3 separate regions of the Sus scrofa genome follow, and all the other regions are linked to region 2. The links are chromatin contacts, called in public Hi-C and HiChIP or PLAC-seq maps. All regions are on one chromosome and are shown on one strand. Each heading gives the region's core, a stretch centred on a gene start, on an enhancer-like site or on the middle of the called end of the contact. The rest is flanking DNA. Distances are from core to core; before and after follow the strand shown. Region 1 holds the start of MGST1 (microsomal glutathione S-transferase 1). Region 2 holds the start of STRAP (serine-threonine kinase receptor-associated protein). Region 3 overlaps PTPRO (receptor-type tyrosine-protein phosphatase O).

Region 1 (3,386 bases), core at 290-2,789, 450 kb after region 2:
TTGAAACGCAGAGACAGAGTTTTGCGTAAAGGAGGAAAAAATATCTTTATTGCTTTGCCAGGTAAAGGAGCGTCACAGCAGGCTAGTGCCTTTAAGACTGTGCGCCCTCCCTCCTTAGAAAGAATTGCAAGGAGTTTTATAGTAAAGGGAGAAAAACAGGTTTTCAGATAGGAATCAGGATTGGGACAAACATGCAGTCTTCTTTCTTTGGGGGGATCTTAGTCATCAAAGCTGAAGTCAGGAGCTGTTCATGATAGTGGTCTCCTGGGTTATTGCTTAGAATGACTGTGCTTGTGCAAAGAGCATATTGATCAGAGATGAGAACAAACTAGGAAAGTTCCTGAAAAACCTCATGTCCTAATAATCTTTAACCCACAGGCAATTATGCTCAGGGTGCCTAATCTTTAGCTTATGGGTGATTGTGTTTCAGGTGCAATTAAGTCAGGGAGAAGGACAAGGAAAAACTCTAAGCTGTTTAATTTTAAAGTATTCATTCCTAAAAGAAGCATAAGGAATATAATTTTTCTCTTACATGTATAAGATGCCTGTATTATTATGTGTACTCCTTGAGAGGGAACCAGGATCCTGCCCCAAGGATGTACTATTGCTGCTTGACTGTACCTCCATTCCCTAATCAGCAACTGTCTGAACCTGTCCCTAGAAACTCAGGGAAGGTCATGATGGCTGAGTGAGGCTCATTTCCTAGGAACAAGAAATGGGGGACACAGAAAGGCTCTTGCTCCCAGGAGCCCTACAGGGCCATGTCAGGTTTCACTAAGAAGCTTGGAAATACCCCTAACCTAGATACTGGTGTTAGAATGACTATGCCTTTCTAAGACACTCCCCTAAATATCCCTGCAAAAAACAAACAAACAAACAAAACAAAACAAAAACTATACTAAACCGATTGTATAATGAACTGACCCAGTTTAATCTCTTCCAGTTCCATTTTGTACCCTGAACAGGACAGGTCAGCATGAGGAAGCAAATTGTCTGGGATCACAGATTTGGAAGACTGTAGGTGATGTTCACCAAACGTTATACTGTGTCAGTGCCAGCCTTTCTGGGAAGACTTGTCCCCTGGCAGGGAAAGTGAAGTTCAAAACATGGTAATTTTAGCAATGATTTCTAATCAGGCTCCCCTTTCCCCACCCTGCTTCTGCCCCCTCCCTGAGATTTAAATATGCTCTAAACCTTTGTTTCCCGCTAAATAAAAGTTGACCTGCTTTTCCCCTCGAAATGTTCCTATACAATCGCTACCGTCCTGGAGCTGCTAACGCGAGGAATTGTCCTCTCATTGACCTACGCTTCCGCCAGCTAAAAAGAAGGGCTCAAACAAGGAAACAGATGGGCAGTAGTTACTCCCACAAGAATCAGGCGACTCATGGGAGGGGCTTGGCGAGGGTGGGAGTCTTGCTTTCTGCACCGGAGAGCAAATTCATAGGAAAATAACCAGAGGGGGCGTGGCGCTGGCGTCCCGCCCCCAAGCCCGAGGGGTGAAAGTCACCCAACGCCCTTGCTACTCGTCTCTGGGACAGCTTTGCGGTCTTCCTCCTGCTCAGATCCACAGTACGTGCGCGGGAGGGGTGTGTAAGCAGAGGGTAAGGGAAGGGTGGCGGCGGCGGGAAGGGGACCTGGGTGGCAGGTGTAGGCTTGAGGGCCTCTGCGGACCTGCTACTTCTTTGTTGCTAAGCGTTTGCTTTTCGGTCCATCACTTTTTAAAAGGGAGTTTCTCATTCCTGTCCCCTTGTAGGTAAGTCGTCAAACTCCAGGAATAAAACTTGAGAGAACGAGTCTTTTCATGTTTAAGTGATGATTTTACTCACTTTTTTTTTTCTCAAACCGAGGTAGCATCCGGTTTGAAAGCCTGCCCCCAACCCCCCAAGCATTGGGGGAATAAATAGTAAGTGCTAGTAACAGTGATAGAGGAAGTGGCTGCAGTTTAAGCAACTTGTGTTTATCCTCAGGGTATAAAATCCTGCCTCAGCTCTAAGTTCCAGGGCAGGCTGGCTTTTGTACCTCCTGAAGAATAGGACTTGCTCTTCTTGGTTCAAAACCACAGGCAAGAGAAACATCGGGAAGTTAAATTAGTAATAATAATAATAGTGCAGGAGGACATGAATTAGACCCTGTTAGATGAATTAGACATTGTTAGAGTCAGCTGACTGGAAAGCAAAGGATAAAACTCCCCGGGAGGGTTCTTAGTCCCCACCCCGCAGTGTGGAGGGGGAGAGCCATGTGGAAGGAGTAAAGGAGAAAGAAACCTCCCTTGAGAATTAAGGCCTCAGTTATTACTGCTATTGCTGGACTGGGATGGTGGGAACAAGGGTACATGCAGATCCTCCATCTCCCTGCATCCTTTGAAATTGTCCCAAGGCCTCTTGGTAATCTGGGCACCACTTTTTTCCCCTCCTCTTTTTCCTTCTGCCTGTTTTCTCTCCAAGAAAGTGCCAAGTGGGCTGAAATCAAACATGTTGAACGGCTCTGGAAACTTCTCCAGGCCCCCTAGCTAACAGCCTTTCAGCCAGTCTAGCCTGGTGTTCTCAGAGCCCTAGTCTGCTGTGAATACCAAACTAGACCCACCCTTTGCATTCCCTGGGTGTTGAGTTTTTCTGATTTTTTCTGCTGTTTCCAAAATAAGAGGCCTCTGTGTGCTGACCATCTCTGGTCATCTTTAGAAATGGCAAATCAGTCCAAATTTGAGTCTTACTCTCTGTGGCAGACAAGTACAGTTTTTCTGTTTGTTTCTGAGTGCTGTTTCTCAGTTGCTGAGACTAGAAATGGAGGTCAGCACCGTCACCTGAGCACAGCCTCACCCCATCTCTCCCCAGACCAAGCAGCATTTTCCTCCCAGCACCTGGGCTCTGAAGCCATGTCTGCAGTCACCTCCATCTGTTCAGTAAATTCTAGAGCTCACACACAGCAACAAGACCACTGACTTATTTTTTCTTCTTTATCTCGTGGGTAGTGTTCTTTTGCTTTAAGAGGGAAGAAAATTGCAGAGTCATGACCGTGAGAGTGCGTGCTCACATTTTCTGTGTTTTGCAGTGTTGATGTGGAAAGGCCACTACAGACAAGGGAACTTTGCTCTCTTTGGCCAAGAGCCTGTAAAGAGAAGAGGAATATTTCTTAATTAATAGAATCTATTACTCAATGGTGAAGGATACTATAGGGATGGGGTGGGATTCCAGAGGATGAGGTGACAAGACAGGAAAGGGATTTAGAAGAAAGAGGCTCCTAGAAGGCCAGGTCAATCTAGAACTCTTAGCCTTGATGGTAGATAGCCCACAAGTAAAACACTTGAGAAAACTGGGTTCCAGTCTGCCTCCACTGTGAAGTTGGGTCAAATTACTCTTTTTATTTCTCTGGGCCTCAGTTTCCTTATA
Region 2 (3,274 bases), core at 174-2,673:
CTGACTAGTTGTTCTAACGAGTTTTATCTTTTATTTAGATGCCTCCATCATTAACGCTTTACTTTACTTAATAATCACTTGTCCAGCATTCACTAAATGCCATTCACTCTTCTGATACCAGAGTAGAAAGACAACAGTGCCACACAATTGCCACTAAGGAGCTCACAATTTAAATGTCAACAGAGTGTGTGTGTGCATGTGTGTAGGAACTTGGGGTGAGGTTGGCACAGAGAAAACAAAAAAGATAGTGGAAAACATATATAGTAAGTGCTGTACTATAAATTAATGAACAAAATGCTAATGAAATAGAATGGGGAAGCACTTCAAGTCTCCATTCAAGTAATTAGACTTGAACGAAGATACATGTTTACTACAAAAAGATGAGGGAGAGGGAAACATTTGCAGACATTTGTGCTGATTAGATATGTATTGGTATGTGCCAAGACATTATGGCCTGGGATAAAGTAGTGAAAGAGACCACAAAAAAAATCTCTGGTATTTTCTGTTGACATCCTAACAAGCATTAAAGGAAAGAAATAACTTGCCCAGAAAAAGGACCCTTCTTGCTCAGGTCAGTTTTTGCATGAGCAATCAATCCATCAACAGTTCTGCTACACCACGGAGTGATATCCAAAGAGGAGAGCCTGCAGGAAGACAACACCAGTATTTCTATTTACACTGAAGTTTAAGGTTCTTCTAATATTTCTATTCTTCTCTATGCACTAATATGCAAATAACTCACAAATTATTCACTATCGCATATTTGGGGGACGGACGCAAGTTTTATTGATGTGGGTATTCATCAAAAAATTTGAGGACCATTGCTCATGGGTCTCCCAACGTCCTCAAAAGATAAACTAATTTAACTGTTTTTAGAGTCGCATAACCCTCACGTCTGAAACACTAACAATGCAAGGTTACACAGCACAAGGGGTGACTGGGAGAAAGACTTTTCTTAAGGGCCTTACTTGTAGACAATCCCAGAGGAGCTGACTATACAACTGCTAACAAAGATTGGAAAAAAAATTCTTAGACGGTGTTTGCTGGTTTGGGCCACCGCTGGAAACAATTCTGGTTGTTCAGTGTAGACGTCTAGATAGCACAGTCCAAACCACTGGACGGCTCAGTGCGTAAACCACAGATGCGGTCAGATTCGGGGTATGACTGAAGCAGGACCCGCTTCCGCACGCCCCCAACTCGACTCCAAACGGCTCAAAAACAGAAAAGCACCCCAAGCTGCTTAGAGCTCAGCGCTAGGATTTTCACCCAGTGCCTGGAACGCGGCCAAGAGCCCTGCGTAGCCAGCGTGGAGCCAGCATCACGTGCTCAACCTGAGCTGATCTCGCGCCTGCGCATTGCGGTCGCTCTCGCTCCAGTACGCCTCTTCTACCCAGCGAACCCGCCTTCCCTCCTGTTCGTCACTTCCGGCGGAGGGTTAGTGTCGTCACTTCCTGCGAGTACCGGTGTGGACGGTGGGGATCGTGGCTGCCGGTTTTCCTGTTCTCCCCCTCCCCTACTCTCCTCCCTCCCTCCCTTTCCCTCCCTCGGCGGCGGTCGACCGCCAGTCGCACACTCCCTGACCCACCCCTAACCCTTTCCTGGTTTCGGGGCCACCAGATTGGCCTTTTTCTGTTTCCCGGCCCAGCGTCAGGGCGTAGGCCTTGAGTGAGAGGCGCTGCCGCGGAGAAGAGAAAAGACGAGACGACCCTCAGCTCTCCTGCGGGATCGCTCGGCTCGCCGCCGCCATGGCAATGAGGCAAACGCCTCTCACTTGCTCCGGCCACACGCGGCCTGTGGTGGATTTGGCCTTCAGTGGCATCACGCCTTATGGCTATTTCTTAATCAGTGCTTGCAAAGGTGAGCAGGGCCGCTGGGCTCAGATGGTTGGGACTGGGCGGAAAGGGAGTGGGGCCGGCACTTCCCATTGCCGAATGGATTGCGGCTTTTGAGATTAGTGGGCTGGTAGGGCGAGTAGTGTTAAGGATTGCGCAGCTGATGCCAGGAGAAGCTTTGGTAAGTTATGCCCCCAACCAAGGCTTCTCATTTTACCTTTTTTGCTATTTCTGGATAAGCTTTACTGTGCACTTGCCCAGACGCCCCGGCCAACACCGTAAATATCTTTAAAGGATTTGGGGAATGCAGAAACTAGGCCAGGCTAAGTAACACTTTATTTTACAAAGACTTTCCACTTCTACTATTTCATTGGATATTCTTCTGTGGTATGGAATTTTTCATTTCCAATTTTCAAGTGGAAGCTGAGACTATTAAGTTTGTCCAAAATAAGGTTCACGTCTAGATTGTTTTGTTGCAGATGAATAGTCTTTCTGCCGCATTTCAAGTCCTTCCCAGAGAGAATGGCCCAGTTCTTCAGTTAATTTATTTCTGGATGTGCCTTAGTGACCCCAGTGAGTGAACAGTTAGACAACAAAAGCAGTTTTCAAGTTTGTTATTCATCACTGTTTGTTTTAAGTTCGGATCCTAGATTTTAAGTAATTTGAGCTTCTACATCACATGTTTTCTTACATATTTTTTAGATGGCAAACCTATGCTACGCCAGGGAGATACAGGAGACTGGATTGGAACGTTTTTGGGTCATAAGGGTGCTGTTTGGGGTGCAACATTGAATAAGGATGCCACCAAAGCAGCTACAGCAGCTGCAGATTTCACAGCGTAAGTGTAGCCAGAAATGGCCACCTTTACAGTTCTCTGTGAATTGTGTTCTGAAATGATCAATAATAAAAGTTCAGTAAAAGTTATTCATAAAGTTCTCATGCACTGCCTAACGTAGAGAACACATGTTGTTTTGATGTCACCAAAATTCCGCCCATATTTTATCTGCTGCTTTCTCAAAATGTTCAGAGACTTAAATGACTTAGTTCTGTATGTCTGGACTGGGACCCAGGAATCTGCATTATTAACAAGCACTTCAGATAATGAATGTTGATGGTCATGCTGGCAAATACTGCTCCACATGTTCTAGCTGAATAATACCTTATACTCCTTAACTTCTTAGTGCTTGATGCCCCACATTTTTAGCCCAGTTTCACTCTCATTTTTGTTAGACATATTTAAGATTCCCAAACTCAGTTATTTTTCATTTTCTAAGTTTCTAAATCATTCTTGATTTTTCTCTTCCATCTAGATTATCATATTTGTTGATTCTGCCAATAGAATGTTTCCTGACCACATTGTTTCTTGTACCTCTGCCACTACCTTAATGGTTTAGGTTCCTAAACTGGTCCTTTCCCATCTCTTCATCAGCCAGTTGTCTTCC
Region 3 (3,440 bases), core at 558-3,057, 290 kb before region 2:
AGGCACAAATCACTAGCACCCCAGCACTAGAGCTGAGGCCTGGGCATCTCACTTGGACTTTCTAGCTGGGCTTAACACCGAGGCTACTCAGAAGACTGGGATTATTTATGTGTATTGGCTCCCAGAAGGCAGGAACCAGCTCTCCAGCAGACTCCATATGGAATCATTACTTTATTAAGAAATAGAGACCCTGGGGGCCGGAAGGGCAGATGTGGCCAAGGCAGTGTAGACCCATACCTCTTTAAGGGGGTAGCAGTGATAGGACTGTGACATTAGGAGACATACCAACCACAACTGCATCCTTAAAAATCAGTTCAGTGGGAAATATTGCCAGTTTAGTCTTTTTTCTCAAGGATGCTACCCGTAAGTTGTTTTTTTTTAAATCATCCATTTCTTTCTAACAGTGTAGGAGCACTAAGTGATGTGCTGTGGGGATCTCTTTTGCAGTGCTGGAGTTGGAAGGACAGGAACCTTCATCGCCCTGGACAGGCTCCTGCAGCACATCCGGGACCATGAGTTTGTCGACATCCTAGGGCTGGTGTCAGATATGCGGTCATACCGGATGTCTATGGTACAGACAGAGGTAGGGATGCAATCATAGCATATTTTTAAATTTGCCCTTGACTGAAAATTTTCCTGTTATACAATCTCGTGTTTCAAAACTATTGTCTTGAATTTTGTGTTTGTTTCCGCCATTCCTGGTTTCTTATTGTGCATGTTCAAACTGTTCCAAGGTATAAAAGAAACAGCCACTTTTACTGGCTTCACGCACCCTTCAGTAGTCCAGAGCACATGGCTGTATCTATAATGGAATAAAAGCCCTTTGAACAGACTGAGAGTTCAGCAAAGGTAGCAGCCAATCTAGCTAATGCCACCAACTGGAGACTTTGGAACTGATGTGATTTAATTCTTTTTAAAGTACTAGATTTGATTCAATGAGTTTGTCATTAGTTTGTCCTTCATGTGATGCTCTATCCAAGTTCACTTTTGATGATAATATGGATTGAACTTATGCTTTCTGTCCCCCTTGTGATTTTTTTTTGTTTTTCTGCTGTACAGCAGACCCAGTTGTGTGTGTGTGTGTGTGTGTGTGTGTGTGTGTGTATTGCTTTTTAGGGCCACACCTGCAGCATATGAAGTTCCCAGGCTAGGGGTCGAATCGAAGTTTCAGCTGCTGGGCTGCACCACAGCCACAGCAACTCGGGATCCGACCCACATCTGTGAACTACACCACAGCTCACAGCAATGCTGGATCCTTAACCCACTGAGCGAGGCCAGGGATTGAACCCTCCTCCTCATGGATACTAGTCGGGCTCGCTACCACTAAGTCACAATGGGAACTCATATATATTCTTTTTTTCACACTCTCTTCCATCACGGTCTATCGCAAGAGATTGAATATAGTTTCTGTGATGTAGAGCAGGATCTCATTGACTATACATTCTAAATTGAGTAGTTTGCATCTACTAACCCAAACTCCCAGATCATCCCACTCCCTCCCCTCTTCCCCTTGGCAACCACAAGTCTGTTCTCTGTGTCCGTTCCGTGAGTCTGTTTCTGTTTATGGATGGTTTCATTTGTCCCCCCCCCCTTATGATTTTACGGATTTCCAGCCCCTAATCTACCAGCACAGTCTGTTCCCTTGATCTAAATGAATGGATTCATCATTGCAACAACATGGAGGCATTCCCAGAAATATCCATCAGTGTTACAGGCTCCTCTTCCTCCTATTCTCCCAAGCGCTCTCTTCCTTTGAAGCCTTAAAATGCACTCAGGCTGGAGCGGCAGCCCCAGGCCGGTGCCTGCAGACAGTATTACACAAGCACCAGAGCAGCAGTGGGTGTGTACCAGTGTGGGCCGCAAACATAAGCACAGTAGTTTCTTCGTAATCTTAGTCACCCAGCCGTATACTCACAACTTCTTAGCTTCAAGCGAACAATAATCCTTTTTCTCAAGGAGTGTGTGTGGGAGGAACACTCGTGGAATAGAACACAGCCTGTCCTGACCTTTGACTAAATTCCCAAGGAATTGAAAACTGCCTTAATCTTCCCCACGCCTTTCCTACAAATCACCACTAGATGTCAGTATAACTCAAAAGCCTGCAGGTCCAGGCTCCTGTCTCAGTGTTTCTGGTTTCCCCTTTCCCACCCTTTTTTCTTTTCTCTCTTGTTTCCCCATCCTATCTGATGACCAAGGCTTGGCACAGCCATTCCAATGTGTTTATTTCTGAACTACAGCAAGATTGTGGCACTTTGGAAAGACTAGCTCATTTAACATTCAGATGGCTCACGGATGTTTCGGAAGCAAGGCATCTATTAGTGTCTTGAGCCCACTCGCATCCAAGTCCTGCTGCCTTCTAATTTACTGCTGTGGGGACGTGAACATTACCTTGTTGTCACAAGCTTAAAATGTCCTGGGCTTCCCAGAGAAGCCCAACTACCTAGTGATTAAATGGTGCTTTATGAATCCATCCATATTTTTGGCTTTCACTTCCGTAAATCTATATCCTACTATGCTAGTGACACTCCTTATTATGTATGTTAATCCCCAAGCTTCAAAGAGCCACTCCTTATTTTAAGTATTTGGGATTTGATGAAATGTCTGCCCCCATTGACTTAATTTATACCTTTTATAACTTTATAGACTTTGATTATAGCCTTTTTTGCTTTCAACTTTCCAACTACAGAATCTTAATCCCTTTTTAAAAACTACCTTCACATGGCAGACCCTCCAACCAATTTCCAGCACCATGATCCTTCTGCAGGTATGGCAATCATACGAGACTAGGGCAGCCACCATGCACCTTGTTGCATAGCTGAGAAAAAGTTGTTTTCTCCTCTAACTTTCTTTCCTGAAATTTTGATGACCTCTTTGTTTATGGCAGCATTTTAGGTTGACATCTCCAGGGAAATAGCCTTTTTTAAGTATGCTATCCCTTCCCTGAACTCTCGTGGGAAAATTCAAAGTCAGCAGAAGATGCACAGGTCACCACAGGTTACTGATTTTTCCCAAACATTCCAGCTTCACTCTAGAGTTCCCTCGGGATTTTTGCAGTGATCCTCTCCAGTTTATTTACTTATGTCAGTTTTATTAGTTTTATCTAGAACATCTTGTCCATTGACTTACCTCTGTTTTTCCTCACTCCTCTGCTCTTCGTGGTTCAACTTGGATTTTGAATGTTAGGATGTTCCTAACATCTTCCTTGAGCCCAGTTCATGCCCCAGTCCTGCTGCCTCCTAGGTTACTGATGGTAATGAGTAAAAAGCAGAGTAAAAAATTATTTTCTTCAGCTTCATGACCCCAGAGCACTCCTTTGACACTAATGATTTTCAAGAGGCCAGAATGATTCTCCAGCTGATTTCTGAGCCAGTGTATATATATAGGAACCATAGTGTGTGGTGTATGAGTGACCTCCCATGCTGGTTTCTAATTTTCCTATG

What was found. A called contact is a pair of places that touch in the nucleus more often than the background predicts. HiChIP or PLAC-seq counts read pairs in DNA pulled down with a chosen protein or histone mark.
Region 1: a contact with region 2 is called in a Hi-C map of liver, with 5 times the contacts expected there. The contact joins the promoter of MGST1 here to the promoter of STRAP in region 2. A contact is called at or near these places in 2 of 47 Hi-C or Micro-C datasets (heart right ventricle and liver) and 1 of 2 datasets of contacts at active chromatin or transcription factors (alveolar macrophages).
Region 3: a contact with region 2 is called in an H3K27ac HiChIP or PLAC-seq map of skeletal muscle, with 5 times the contacts expected there. The contact joins the enhancer-like site here to the promoter of STRAP in region 2. A contact is called at or near these places in 4 of 5 promoter capture datasets (fetal liver, fetal skeletal muscle, liver and 1 more), 26 of 47 Hi-C or Micro-C datasets (adipocytes, adipose tissue, alveolar macrophages and 16 more) and 2 of 2 datasets of contacts at active chromatin or transcription factors (alveolar macrophages and skeletal muscle).

The regions. Positions count from the first base shown.
Region 1 is chr5:56,281,909-56,285,294 of Sscrofa11.1, reverse strand. It overlaps MGST1 (microsomal glutathione S-transferase 1), which reads left to right and starts at 1,539. Exons shown (of 4, transcript NM_214300.1): 1 at 1,539-1,569.
Region 2 is chr5:56,735,038-56,738,311 of Sscrofa11.1, reverse strand. It overlaps STRAP (serine-threonine kinase receptor-associated protein), which reads left to right and starts at 1,423. Exons shown (of 10, transcript XM_003355564.4): 1 at 1,423-1,857; 2 at 2,535-2,670. The coding sequence starts at 1,746.
Region 3 is chr5:57,026,273-57,029,712 of Sscrofa11.1, reverse strand. It overlaps PTPRO (receptor-type tyrosine-protein phosphatase O), which reads left to right. Exons shown (of 28, transcript XM_003126453.4): 26 at 448-583. Among named protein-coding and RNA genes, the nearest start is that of EPS8, 210 kb to the right of the region's middle. Within about 2 kb of position 1,807, at least 21 of the 83 cell types and tissues checked have an H3K27ac peak or open chromatin away from gene starts, as enhancers often do. A contact at or near this core is called in adipose tissue, alveolar macrophages, mesenteric adipose tissue and 2 more, where this site is marked.